Linked DNA regions of Mus musculus: region 1 is linked to region 2. A link is a contact called in public HiChIP or PLAC-seq data. All regions are on one chromosome and are shown on one strand. Each heading gives the region's core, a stretch centred on a gene start, on an enhancer-like site or on the middle of the called end of the contact. The rest is flanking DNA. Distances are from core to core; before and after follow the strand shown. Region 1 overlaps Ptbp3 (polypyrimidine tract binding protein 3). Region 2 has its middle 21 kb from the start of Gm12596.

Region 1 (7,769 bases), core at 722-3,221, 230 kb after region 2:
ATCATTGGGATTACAGGTAAGACAAAAGGGAACCCAAAGTACAGACAAGAACACAGAAAAACCTTAAGAGAGTACAGATGCCATGACATTTATTAAAAGGCATGCTACAATGCTATATGTGTTAGGAAAAGAGGCTGAGATTCCAAGGAACAGTTATCAAATATACAAACCTAAGGGAAGCGGAATCAATATTGTAGTGTACAGAAGCTTGAATTAACCATGCACTACACAGTTAGAAAATACGTTTTTTAATATTTTCTCCTCTTTGCATTTATAACATAATTCACTTAGACAATCACAGAATCCTTTTCTTCCAATACCACAAACTGTATTACAAATGAAATCTGGTACTGCTGCTTATCAAAATATACAAGACAATCGCTGTTTTATATAAAACCACTTTATATGTTAACTTGTTCCCGAAAACCTTTTTTTTTTTTCTTTTTGGCCTGGTTTAAAAAATGTTGTTACAAATATTTACAGCATTTTCTTCTGTTAGATGAACATCCTTACAAACAGAAAAGGGAATTTTATGAACAGACCATGTAAAACATTAGACAATGTTCGAGGCGTCTAGCTGTGCTATTCCTTCCTCAAATACAGTTCTGAAAACAACCGTCCATCCTTCTGTCTCGCTCTGTTCATGGTCAACTCCCATTTTCTCTAAGTAGTCTATTCACCAATAGGAAAGGAAAAGTCAAGGCCGCTCTGCATGGGATCTTTTAGGAAAGAGCTCAGGGAAAATGCTTCACCTTTGAGTTAAAACCAGAACAAGCAGTCTTTGGTCAGAGCAATGAGGTGAAACTTCAGTGTAAAACTTGGTGTGGTCAGCAATCTTGGTGATTAGTACTTCCTGGATATGGGATGTGTTTTTAAAGATCTGGGTAACAATGAGTGGCAAGGAAAAAAACAAATAACAAAAGACAACCAAGAAACAAAAAAGACTAGAGGATGATAGTCTTAAAGACGCCAAAACAAAAACAAAACCAAAAACCTCCTACCTAAAATACCTGTTCTTACAAAGGACATACCAACAAACCTCTGCTGACAGTGTGAAGTGAAATTTGCTATGAGCAGCTTTCGGTTATGACTGCTATCAACACCAAGGCCCCTGACAAGCTGCGAAAGCTACGGTGACTACCATAAAGACCGAGAGCAGTTCTGCTCTTCAACTGGTAACACATAATGCTGAAGGCATAAGTGTAGCTGACTTTTTAACTCAGTCATAACTAGTCACTTGTATGACCAGTTTGAGGGACAATAGTCTCTTAATCTATATAGTAGATATTTCCTGAAAACCAAAATACCAGTGCTACCTTAGTCTCAAATAGGAAAAGGTCAATTAAGACTACTGAAGAAGGCACATAAACTTTGGTCCTGTTTTGTTTTTCTCCCTTTAAGCTCCCACCCCAAATTAAGATTTCTGTAATTTTCTATTTTTAAAACAATTCACAAGTACCTGTTAGGATTTGCTCTGAAAAAAGGACTGCAAACAGTCTTATATCTAACACAATCCTTAAGGAGACAGCTGAGTTACACTGCAAAGTTATGTACAATCTAAACTGTTTGTTTTAGCACGATAGTGAGTATTTTAAGTCTGGCAGTTTTATTCGAATTGACAATAGATCAAGACAAAGGAAAGGCTGAGAAAAATGCTCCAATCATAGTCATGCTTTTTGGTTCTAAAAATAGCAGTACACACTGGGTTTTCTAAGAGATAAGCTTGGAGTTTACAAGTAGATTCACTGAGGCACAAAAGATCATTATGGGACTAGATGAGGAACTGCACGATAATATACTCAAGTAAATGCTCTGCTTGATGACATGAAGACTTTAAAGTTGATAGTAGATTAACTGGGGAAAGGGAAGGACACAGGATCTTAGCAAGACTAGCATGGAGCATGGTCTGCAGTCCAGGCTGGGTTTAAAGTCACAACCATCAGTTTCCTCCAGTGCTTCAATTGCAGCTGTGTGCTACTATGCCTGGATCATAAGGGCTAATTCCAAAACCACAACAGGACCCTTAATCACCACAGTAGGAAAAGACAAAGAAGGAACTAAAAAGACAGCAACCATGACTCTAAAACATTCAGTGCAAACACTGCTACAAAGAGCTGCTTGTAGTATTTAGTCCCAAAGATCGCATAACATTCTATGGGGATACCAGGTAATCCTGAAATTCTAACAAATTGTCAATTAAGAGAATGCATGACTTGTATATTCTCATCTGTCACAAAACACATCTAAATCCCAAAGTAAAACATCTTGATATATAACTCTATTATTAAATGTGTACTGCTATTTTCTAAGTCCTGAATATATATGCTTTGTAAAAGTCAGGATACCTTGAAAAGTGAAAAATAAAGTAGATTAACTCAGCAAGGCATCAACAGCACAAATTAACCACTGCTTAAAAGATACTGAATACTGCATGCTAAAATAAAAATACACAGATCGAATTTTCCCACCACCCTGATATTTAAAACTATGCCAACACAAATATTGTAGACCTCTATAATAAACAGTAAAGAGCTCAAATATGGACAGCATCCATATGCTACAGCTAATTTTAGACACAATCTGATGGCTTCAAACATGCTCTTTTAAAACAAGCATATCTTACGTTCCCAAATCACTGTTAATTTTGTCAATAAATTAAAATGTATGTAATGTGCACATGTATATATAACATTAAAAGAGTATATGTATGTATATACACTTATTTATACACACACATACACACGCACACATATCTACACAAATCCCTGAAAAGGATTTCAATGTTCTCTCTCATATTTAAAGGCCATCCCTACTTCAGAATTACATTCAACACCAGTATGATTTCCCTTCTATTCTCAAAAACTTTTGCTACACTTATGCTGGATGATATGAGTGCCATGAATTAATAAATTACATAGTAGTTCCCAACTCAAAATAAAGGAAGCAATCCAATTTAAAATGCCACTGAAAATTAAGATAATGTCTGTGTGAGGGGAAAAAAAAGCAAATTTGGGGAGACAGTCCTAATTTTTTCCCTCCCTTATTCAGTATTCAGGTGAAAATACACCTCAGATGTAAGTGGGAAAACACCCACTGGAAAATCATCATACCTAACTATTCAACCAACATGAAGGTAACCCATCTGAAACGTCCCAATCTAGCATTTCCCTGCCTAGCCTACCAATAGTTGCTCTGTATTGAGGGAATTCTGATTTGACTTCAACCTATAATTATCTTTCAGCTTATACAATTTTTTTCTTTCCTTCATTCTTTTTTTTTTTTAAAAGAATGTTCAAATTAATGGCTGAAAGTAAAGACTGAGATATTTTAAAAAGATGAGATGATCCACTCTGAGATTATTAAAAGTGAGAAGGGGTGGACAAAATTGATTCCTCTGACAAATTCTGTATTTTAAAAGCCAATCACGCATTGAAGAAATAATTAACAAAAGCAGTTTCATATTAAAAAGTAATTTTACATGACACAATCATTGAAGCAACATTAATATGTACTTTTTACATTCAACCAAAAAAGTAAGAGGGTCAGAATATAAAAAAATAACCCACTTTCTCATACTCCAAATATGTGGGCTATCTGTAATGAAGTCGCATTAACAGAGAAAATCAGGTTCTCACTTGAGTGCTGAGAAGGAATCAAGTAATCCTGAGACAAAATCTAACGGGCAGTGAAGGCAGACAGACAGAGATCCGAGTCTGCAGGTCTACAGCTCAGACTTCCCTGACGGCTGGCGGCAGCCAACCTAGAGAGGCCTACAGGTGCACACTGAGTTATTTATTCCCAATCCACTCACCCTTCTCTATCCCACCACTATCCCAAAGCACCAAAAATCTGAGTAGAAACTATTACTTATTGAAAACCACTTAAAATTGCAACGAGAAAAAAAGAAAAAAACAAAACAAAAACAACCAAAACCCTTAAAATCCAAGACAGGAAAAAATAACAGAATGCTCACCAAGCCCACAATTTATCTTTCTAGATATTTAGATAAAATTCTAATCTATTGTATCTTAAGCACATAATAAGGCACATAATAAGAAATTAAGTAAATACACAGTAATTCTGAGTATTAGAGATTATAGTGGTACAAAAAACCCTTGAGATTTTTTTTTCTAAAAGAAGACCTTACCAAAAATAACTTTTAAAAAATCTGTCAAACCATATGATAGACCTGAATATTTTTCCTTAAGACTGTAAACTTTTTTTCTGAAAACAATTATAAAAAAGTAGGATTATTTTTCTTTTAAAATTTTCCAAGATCACATTACATTACTAGACAGTGTCATTTTGAAATTTAAAACATGATTTTTTTTCCTAAAATGACTAATTATGCTGATATTGTAAAAGATCCAGGCTGAATTTCACTTCTGTTTCCCTGGGGACAACTGCAACACTTTGCTTTTCCAAATGGTCTTAAAAAGAGAAGATGGACATTATTTAAAGGAGTGTGCTACAGTGGGGGGAAAAAAGAAATCTGAAAGAAAGCATGCACGTTTATAAACCTGTTTCCAATATATCTCCATGTAGTTATGTATAATAACTATCAATAGATGCAAATATCTGGTATAATTTTTATAAGTGAATGAATGTCATTTTCTACAGGGAAACTTCTGAATCATAAAGTTAAAAAAACTTGGTTGTAGGTGATTTAAATTACATCAAGAAATTGTAAAAGTCTGTATGTTTAAATTTCTCAAAGTACAAAGGAGTTTAGAAATGTCATGTAAGGCTGCTCTGGACCCAAACAGAAAGAAACTCTGTCCTTTTTAAATCTCATTCAGGGAATTAAATTATTTTAAAAAGATTTTCCTGATTTTTTCCCCCCGAAAGTTATTTTCATAGAAACCACAATACAAAGGCAAAGCAAACTTTTGATCATACACTGTTGGGGAAAACGAGAGGAAGAAAAGGACTCTCTCTTGTTTTGACTGTTCTCGAATATCAAATTCCCGAAGAGTTATTTTGTGAAGAGGCAGAAATGGTCTTGAGCTGCTTCAGTCTGTGCCTGAAGATCTTACAGAAACTGTGGTCCAGTATAAGGAGACAATTTCACGGGAAGGTCAGATGGTGGATTTTGAGAAGGAAACTCTGAGGTGGTGATTCTCTCCAAGGTCATGATTGTGAAGCTCAATAAGAGCCTGGATTGCTTCTTCCACAGATCCCAACTGAATGAGAGCCATCTTACGGTCTTTCCTAAAATGACAAAATACACAAATACTTAGAATTAATGTTGCTTTTAAATCTTCCCTTCCTTTGGACTTTGCTAAACTACTTTAAAAAAAAGTAGCAATCCATGTTAAATAAAATGTTACTTTAGAAAGCAAGGACTTACTGGAAGAACTTAAAAGCCTTCACTGAGCATCCAGCTTCTGTGAACAGGTTCTTCAGGTCATCCATTGTGACAGAAGGACTGTGAAAATATCAGAGTGTCAACTATATTAGCCCCACTTGCAAACAAATCAAGGATGAACTTAGACTGTCATCAAATCTCTAGCATACTTTATATCCCCAACAATGTATTCTGAACCTCAGAACAGTCAAGACTGATATATACATATCTGGAGATGGTGAAAAGTATATAAAGGCAAAACTAAAAATAACAGCCATAGCTATTTTTTCAAAATGATTATTATTCTCACACTACTGGCATTAGTAATTAACACAAGTAATAACAAAGCTACATACCCAGCTCTGGCTTACCTGCTATAGCCTAGAATTATACACTTTCTATAGTTTTCAAGGTTTCAGAATGTGTATGGGATAGCCAATCTCTGAGATGATCTCTAATGACTTACTTCCAAATATTTACATCCTGGCTATCCTCTCATACTGTAACAAGTCCTCTGGAGCCCTTAGGATATCAGAGACAGCAGTATGTGTCAAGAACTGAACCCAGAGTTTAACTACATGTTAAGTTAACTACATGTTAAGTACAAGCTCTACCACTGAGCTATATCCTCTGGTACTCCTTTGCCTGGCATTCTGACCACAGCCTTATGAAACATACTCAGAGATCACCAGTTGAGCCACCTCTACATTCCTGATTAAAAGTATGAGATAAGAAATATTTACTATTATGTGGTGTTTGGGAGTAGTGTTATATAGTGCTATAATAACTAACATGACATGATCTATTACAGAGTCACATGATGGAAAATAATCAATAGTTCTTCAAGGAAACAGCTGTGCTTACACCGTATTCCCTCTCATTTGTATATCCTTTTTGTTTTGTTTTTTGTTTTTTTCGAGACAGGGTTTCTCTGTATAGCTCTGGCTGTCCTGGAACTCACTTTGTAGACTAGGCTGGCCTCGAATTCAAAAATCCACCTGCCTCTGCCCCCTGAGTGCTGGGATTAAAGGTGTGCGCCACCATGCCTGGCTGTATGTCCTTTTGAATGAACTGTCCTCCTGAGTGTGGGTACCATCAATAAACTGAACCTAATGACTGCTTTAAAGGCTATTATGGATAAACTAATAAGTTAAGGTAGAATAGTTAGTTACCAGACTAGAGCTCACAGAAATATGGAGTGTGATTGTTTAATGGGACCCTTTCATCTTGGATGATGGAATGGTGATGCGGATAGGAGTGGAAAGTTACAAAAACTATGAATGTACTTAATGAGAATGTGTACTGCACCATATACTTATAATAGTCAAAAGGTATGTATTTGTTATATGGAGTTTAGATAAAAAACAAAGCAAAAATAAAAAGGTTGTTATAGGGACTGCGGAGATAGCTCAGAGGCAAAGAGCACTGGCTGCTCTTCCATAGGACCCAGGTTCAATTTCTGGCACCCACATGGAGGCTCATAACTGTCTGTAACTCAAACTTCAAGAGACCAACACTCCCTCACAGACAAGCATTCAAACAAAACACCAATGCACATGAAATAAAAATAAACAAATCACTTTAAAAAGGGGTTGCTGTAGAGATAAAATGAGGTGACACGTGTAAAACACTGGCACAGAGCCTACAACTTAGGAATAGTTGAGAAACACCAGTATTTCTTTCTTCACCTTTAATGTCTTATGTAACTATAATGGTGACCAGCTCCTCCATAATGTGCTACGCTCAAGAAACAAACAAACTGGGCATAATGGTTAAAGTCAACAATTCCAGCTGCTCAAGAAGAAGATGAGATAGGAAGGTCTCAAGTTTTAGAAGCATCAACATAAAAAGAAGGCTGGGTGCCTAGCTCAACAGAAGAGAACTTGCTGGCCATACATGAGGACCGGGTGTAGACACTGAAAACAAAACAAGACCAAAAAATCCAAAAACAAACAAACACACCAACCAACTAGCCGAACACATACTTACAACAACATACAAACATACACTTAAAAATAACAGATCCATTTAGAGGGGCCACAGAAATGAGCTGATACTTTTTGGGTTTCAAGATAAGTTTTCTCAGTGTAGTCATGGCTTTCCTGGAACTACTCTGTATACCAGGATGGCCTTGAACTCAGGGATCTGCCTGCCTCTGCCTCGAGTGCTGGAATTAAATGTGTGCACTACCACCGCTCAGAGAGCTGATATATTTTTAAATCCGTGTACATTAAGAATGTTTCTTAAAGTGACTCCTTTAAGAATTTCTTTAAAAAATGACTCCTCCATTTGTACAACCACTCTGGAAATCAGTCTGGCGGTTCCTCAGAAAATTGGACATAGTACTATTGGAGGATCCAGCAATACCTCTCCTGGGCATATATCCAGAAGATGTCCCAACCGGTAAGAAGGACACATGCTC
Region 2 (7,107 bases), core at 2,185-4,684:
TGCATGGTTTTCTCATTGACTTCCTACCCTCTGCTGTGACAGCTATCATGACCAGAAACGTAAGTTAAGCCTTGAGAACAATACTGTGCGGTTCAAGTACAGCGGGGGCTGTGTATCTAAGTTTGTCTTTTGCTACACTTTTAAATGTTAAAAAAAATAAAAGAAACTAATTACTAACAGCTCATTTTATTTAATATAACATAATCAAATAGTACTATTTTGATATTTAATCAATATGTATAAAATGTATCAATGTAGTTATTTTTATATTTGCATTCAAATTATGGTGAGTATTTTATACTCAAAGAACATCTCAGTATGGACTTTACATATTCCACAAGCTTGGTACCAGGTGTGACTGGCCGCATTACAGCCCCCATGCTATTGCCAAAAGCGGTGTTGTCTCCTTCTGGGAAGACCCTCAAGAGATTCATGTACAATTAAAAATTTCTGAAAGTCTCTGGGCTCAGGGCTCCTCCTGTGGCGCCTCTAACACTCTTGCTTGGTTTATGCTGCTGAGATTTTTTTTTTTTTTTTTTTTTTTTTGTATAGTAGTTCTGCTGCTGCAGAGGTGGCACATTTTCTCATCTCTGGTAAGCATCTTTGATTGCGGAAGTGGTTTTTGCCTAGTCAACAAGACAGTGTTGGTTGTAGTTTGTTCCCATTTGGTGGGTACAATTGTACCCTTCCCCATCTTGCCTGGGAAATTTATCTCCTCTGTCCTGCTCCAGGTTTTAGGCCACACCTCTCTTCCTCTCTATTTCCCAGAACCTGATGCCAGCCCATCAAGACAGCAAACTTAACAGGACTGGGTGCCAGCATCTAGGTCATGGCTTTTTTTTTGAGGGGGGCTGGGGGGGGTGTCGAGACAGGGTTTCTCTGTGTAGCCCTGGCTGTCCTGGAACTCACTCCGTAGACCAGGCTGGCCTTGAACTCAGAAATCTGCCTGCCTCTGCCTCCCAAGTGCTGGAATTAAAGGCGTGGGCCACCATTGCCTGGTTTAGGTCATGTTTTAGATGCTCCAGGGTATAAGAGCTAGGAGCAAGAGGCATGTGTCCTCTGAAAATGCCCAAGCCTATGAGCTCACTGAAGCATAGATTGTCTGGTGAAGTCCAGGGTTTGAGTTCTCGTCTTCAGTGAAGAAGTACCTTGGGATTCCTACCATTAAGAAGGAGGTGTATTATTTGATAAGATTTCAGATTTTGGAGGCAATGCAGACTACATTTAAATGTGCTATCCAAAGATGTGGTTGAAGGGGCATGCAGACACCAACCACAGGTCAACATGGAAAGACCTAGTACAACAGCCATGCGTGAGTGGATGGTGTAAGGTGGGGTGGAGAGGAAAGAACCTCGGACAGGTAGAGCGGTGGGTAGTTTCAGAAAAGATGGAAGAGTCAGACCAAAATGATGGGGAAGCTGTATAGCCTCAACTGTAGAGACCACTCAGATACAGGACCCACCATAGCTCCACTGCTGTCTTCTAGTCAGTAGGTCTGTGTTCTAGGTCAGGGTGAGGTTATTGGCTCTAGTTCCTGGTGGCATGGGCCTTCCTTACAGATAGCTTCATAAACTACTAACCCTTGGGGTGATGTGGAGAAGCCTCTTTGTGCCCCAAAGACATCAAAGACATCAGTTTTCCCCTTGGCAACTGTACTATGCATAACATACATATCTATCAAAGGTTTTGAGTCCATAGTTTTTATAATGTGTTTATCTTGTATGTATGTATATGTGGATGCATGTGGTATGTGTGTAGAGATCAGAGGACAACTTGTGGGAGTCATTTCTGTCCACCATGTGGGTCTAGAGATCAAACTCAGGTCATCAACGTGGCTGAAGGCTCCTTCACCGACTTGACCATCTCTTCTGTCCTGACTAGTAGTTAGTTTTTAATTCCTCACTATTAGCACAGGAATGGTATTAGGACCAGACTTTGTGTGATCATTTCTCACATCCCATGTTAGCTGGCCACAGCTTTGGAAACCTCACCTTCCCTCTGAACATATCTTATTCCTCTTCCTCTTCTTCTTCTCCTCCTCCTTCCTCCTCTTCTTTCCCCCCTCTTCTCTTCCTCCTCTTCTTCTCCTCTTCTCCCTCCTCTTCCTCCTCCCCTCCCCTCCTCCCCTCCCCTCCTCCTCCTCTTCTTCCTCCTCCTCCTTCTCCTCCTCCTCCTCCTCCTTCTTCTCCTCCTTCTTTCTCCAACCAATAAGTTTTACTGGAGTTGCTTACCAGCATATGGAAGAAGGAATTGCTTACAGGAGCACAAGGGACCAAAAACCACTGCTATCATGAAACTCCAAACTAGCATGTATTACAGCTTATGAATACTGGACATCCTATCTTGACTCAGTTTGTTAAATACTTTTTAAAAAACCCATTGTATGGATTCTTCATGAATTTTACATCATGCACCCCAATACCACTCATCTCCCCATCCCTTTGTATCCACCTTCCACTTTTGCAACCTCCCCTACCATAAAATAAAATAAAATAAAACAAACAAACAAACAAAAATCTGAAGCCAGAAGCCTTGAAACAGACCAATGGCTCATTGCAATAAACATTTGCAAGTAAAGATATGTGTACAAAAGGGTGCACTGTGTGACACACTGCAATATATGACTCTGAACTTCTTTTCTTGGCAAAATTGCTAGCAGAGATTTCTTGGACATCAGATGTTTCCATAACCAGAGGTCTGAGAATGGCAGGAGAACTGAGCTATGTGTGACATGACCGCTTGCTTAGAGGAAGTGGGGTGCCTGGTAGAAATGTGTGCCCAGGCGGGGTGAGGTCAGTGAGTACAGAGAAGGCAGAAGTGTGACTGGGGTGCCAAGGACTGCAACTTCCTGCCCTCTGTCCTGGTTCGTCCAGTTCTCTGTTGCTCCTCTTCCTCTTTCTCTTCATCCCTTCTGTTTGCTTTCTGTTTCCCGTCTTGCCTCATCCCCTTATTGTTCTCTGCCCCATCTTCCCCACCTCTACCCTATTCTGTCCTTAAGATCCAGAGCAGCAGGAGTAAACTCCAGGACAACAGTTACAGAAGCCGGGTTTCCTCTTCCAGACAGTATCCAGTGAGTGTCCCCTGTCACCGTCCTGGTTCGTTGTCAACTCTTTTATTTCCACTTAGAAAACGAGCCAAGTTTAAAGGCACATTTTACTTGCAAAGGTGTAGAAAAACAGTTGTCCATCTACACTGCTGGTGGGCCTAAAACGTGTCACAGACAGGACCCAAAGTACAAATGTACATGCCTTTTGACCTAACCTCTTCACTCCTAGGAAGTTGTTTGGCAGGTATATTCCAGCCATTAGCAAACCTCTGTTTTTTTTTTGTTTTTTGTTTTTTTTTTTTTTTTTAATTCTTCTCCCTGGAGTGTCCAGAACCAATGACATAATGAGGAAGTAGAGTTCTTTGGAATTCTCTACATCAGGTGACAGGAGATGACTCATGTTCCAGCCAGCAAGCCTGTCTCGGTTGAGAATGAGTAAAGAGGCGGTATCTCCCCTGTCAGCTCTCCTCTCATTTTCCCAATAGAACGCCACAGAGAACGCCTCCCGACTCTTACGGATTGCAGGTTAAGCACTCGAACTATTCACCAATTGTTCAGCCCATCTGACAAAGACCTAGGCTGGGAGTTCTGTGACTATGTAATATGAGACATTGAGCAAGAAGTGATTAAAAGGCCATCTCTCAGGTTACCCTGGTCGTAGAGGCATTTAATACTGTCGAACTTGAAACCCCAGAGCATAATGCACCATCGGGAACTGTCTCCAGCTACTGTCACAGGCAGAAGCAAATTCTGTAGTAAGAGGGGCTTTAGAACTCGCTTGTCTCTGTGACAGTAGAGGACAGGAGCCCAGTGCAGGCTTCCTCCTCAGCCCTTGGGTTTGTGATTCAGAGAGCCAGCCTCCCTCAGCCTTTCCATGACGTACCATCAACCCATACCTGCCAGATGTTCAGAAAGATGACATTTAGTAACAGGGTCCTAGAGAAAAGGGCAGGCATCTCATGCAGGTAGAGGGTGCACTGTGCAATGGGATAAGAAGGGATAAGAGGAGTTCGCCCTCTGATAATGGGCAGAGGGTGGTTCTAGGTGTATGAGGCATTGTCAGTAAGGGTGGCTCCAGAGAAATCCAAAGGAATTTCTCATTGTACGACACTAGCCCACAAGCACATTCTCACACTGTAGAGAGACATTACCAGCAGGTAGGAAATGGCCATCTTAGGCAAGAGGGAAGACACTAGTTCTTGCAGGTAAGCCAGTATCTTTAAATGCTTCGGGAGCCAGCCAGGCAAGCTATTCCAGCAATGAAGAGGTGTGGCCCCAGCCTATGGCGCCATACAGTGAACACCCAAGCTCTGTGGTACCGATTAGTTATGTAATAAATGGGTGATTCAAAGATCATGATTCCTACGTCAGCTCCCCTGCTGCTCCCAGGAAACCTGCTCTGACAGTGACTCCGCGTGAGCAATCCTGGGGGTGGTTATGCATCCGCAGAGTCAACATCAGGACCAAGTCACATCATCATGGTGGTGGGGTAAGACGGACTCCGGCTCACCTCCTTTCATCTAAAGAGGCAGGCCCGGTTAAGTGTCTATTCTTCGGGAGTGTCATTCTCCTGAGAGGACTGTGAATTTCTGACGACAGTCCAAGGGATGGAGCAGAGTAATATTCTAATCCTACAGAGGATCCACCCTAGATCCTAGAGGAGATCTTCAATCCTAGCATCAAAGCTCAAAGGGTATGACGGACTTGGTGGGTGAGATACCCACCACTCACCAGACAGCATCGGACGCTATGGCTCTATCTCCTTCCCAGCCTGCCTCTTCCCACAAGTCTCCTTGAGTGTGGGTCTGATATTGACTGGCACCGTACTGCTAACAACACTGGGAGAGGGGGAGAATCGTCAGTCCCCCCTCCCACAGTGCTCCAGAAGCATCCAGGAGTCACGTGTTTCCAAGCACAAACCCTATCCCCATTTCTGGATGACTATGAACAATTAATCTCCGAGTCTCCATTTCTTCACCTCTAAGTTAAGGATAACAATATGCACTTTGACACATTGTTTTGAACCTTAGCCTCAGCCAGCCATGTGAAGCACCTAACTCAATACTTGGCACAAGCATGAGCCCCCTGAGTGATTATTGCCATTCCTGAGATTAGGGAACTTCCGAGTTGGAAGTTCAGGGCGTGGGGTGGAAGGCTGGAAAGATCCCTCAGTGATTAAGAACACTCGCTGATCTTGCAGAGGTCCTGGGTTTCAGTTCCCAACACCCATATGGGGTGACTCACAACCATCTCTAGCTCTAGTTGCAGGGGATGGGACTCCCTCTTCTGGCCTCCATGGGTACTACATATACATACATGCAGGCACACACTCACATAAAATAAACATAAAAATAATTTTTAAATAGTTGCAAGTCTGTTAGTCACCCACAAAGCATAACAAGCCCTCCTGCAGTTTTTCCGTTTCAAGAATCTCCCATTGCACAGCCAGGGCACTTGACAATCCACCTCTGCTTCAATCCATCCAAGCTTAAGGAACTTCTTTTCAGGAGTCCTGAGATGCCTCCTGAGATACATACAGTTCCTGGGAGCTCCTCCCATTCACAGGGGCGCTGCTTTCCGAATGCCAACTAAACGCTTCTCTGGCTGTTGCTCTCCTCAAGGGCCCCCTAAAGTTGGGTATGGTCATGGCCCTGTCTAGATGACACAATACTTGGTGTCGATAGGGTGTTCCTTAAAGTCCTCCTTTCTCCAGAGAAAGCATTCACAACTTGTTCTAGTTGGCCCCACACAGTAGGTTCTGCATCTGGTCACTCCCCCCAGACGTTCATCTGTGGGCACTTGCACATTGTGCTCTGAGCTTCTTCACCTGTGTCTGTCACACTCATGCAGCCAGGCTACACCCTCATCCCTGCGTCCCTCTATCCTTACAACCTGTGCTGGTTTCATTCCTATTCAGTCCTAGAACAGGACTTCATACTTGTGCCTGTGAGATTTCATCTGGCTTAATTTCATTCGTCATTCAGGTGGTGAAGACTTTTTCATAGGACACAATACATTCATTCTCTCACGAAGGCAAAGAATTGTGCAAAATTCTCAAGACCAGACTCTGTGTCCACCCTTAGAAAATTCTCCTCTCTGACTTGATAATGAATCTCTCTCTCTCTCTCTCTCTCTCTCTCTCTCTCTCTCTCTCTCCCTCTCCCTCTCTCTCTCCCTCCCCCTCCCCCCCTCTTTCCTAAAATTATTTTGTGCTACCACCCAGCTAGTATATCTGTATTTAATCTCAATTTTATTGTAGAAGACTTTGTTTCCTGTCTTATTCAAGTTATTATTTCCTGAGCAAACATTTATCTAGTACCTGCTGTGTCTTGGCACTGTACTAGATACTTGCAGAGCAGGCAATGCTGTGGTGGTAAATGTTTAACAGCCCAGGGGGAAGGCCCTGGTTTACACTGTCTCCTGATTTCTATAAAGTACTACTGCCAACATGGAGGATTCCAAACTACCAATATGGCATCATTGAACATGGAGTTGGAAAGAGATGTATGTGCACAATCAGCTCATGTGATGGAGCATGCGTCGATTGCAACACACCACTGATAATGTACAGGTGATTCATGGGCGATCTCTGCCCCAGCAAAGCTTGTGGAGGTTATTATAGGTTAGTGATGCAGTCATACCAAACTCCTTTAAGACAGTAACCCAGGTTCTGGGTGGGGGGGAACAGCAAGTAATGATATACACGAGGGTCTGAGCCTGGATCCCCACAGAAAAATCTGGGCCTGATGATTCGGATGTGCACCTATAGCCTTGGTGCTGGGAAGGTAGACATGTGTGCCCCGTGCTCTTAGTGGTCAGCCAGATCAGCCAGAATAGGTAGTTTAGAGACCTTGCCTCAAAATCTCAAACCAAACAGAAGGTGTTTGAGGAGTACAGCCAAACTTAATCCTGTGGTTCTGCACCTGTCTGTATAGCTAAGCACACACACTTTCTCTCTCTCTCTCTCTCTCTCTCTCATACACACACACCACACATACACACACACTCACACACACACATACACACACTCTCTCTCATACACACACACACATACACACACA

What was found. HiChIP or PLAC-seq counts read pairs in DNA pulled down with a chosen protein or histone mark.
Region 1: an H3K4me3 HiChIP or PLAC-seq map of bone marrow-derived macrophages shows a contact between it and region 2, with 6 times the contacts expected there. The contact joins two enhancer-like sites. A contact is called at or near these places in 1 of 115 datasets of contacts at active chromatin or transcription factors (bone marrow-derived macrophages) and 2 of 9 other capture datasets (adipose tissue and liver).

The regions. Positions count from the first base shown.
Region 1 is chr4:59,471,805-59,479,573 of GRCm38.p6, forward strand. It overlaps Ptbp3 (polypyrimidine tract binding protein 3), which reads right to left. Exons shown (of 14, transcript NM_178164.3): 13 at 5,351-5,428; 14 at 64-5,211. The coding sequence ends at 5,079. Among named protein-coding and RNA genes, the nearest start is that of Susd1, 37 kb to the left of the region's middle. Within about 2 kb of position 1,972, at least 2 of the 459 cell types and tissues checked have an H3K27ac peak or open chromatin away from gene starts, as enhancers often do. A contact at or near this core is called in bone marrow-derived macrophages, where this site is marked.
Region 2 is chr4:59,235,982-59,243,088 of GRCm38.p6, forward strand. No RefSeq gene overlaps it. Among named protein-coding and RNA genes, the nearest start is that of Gm12596, 21 kb to the right of the region's middle. Within about 2 kb of position 3,435, at least 164 of the 459 cell types and tissues checked have an H3K27ac peak or open chromatin away from gene starts, as enhancers often do. A contact at or near this core is called in bone marrow-derived macrophages, where this site is marked.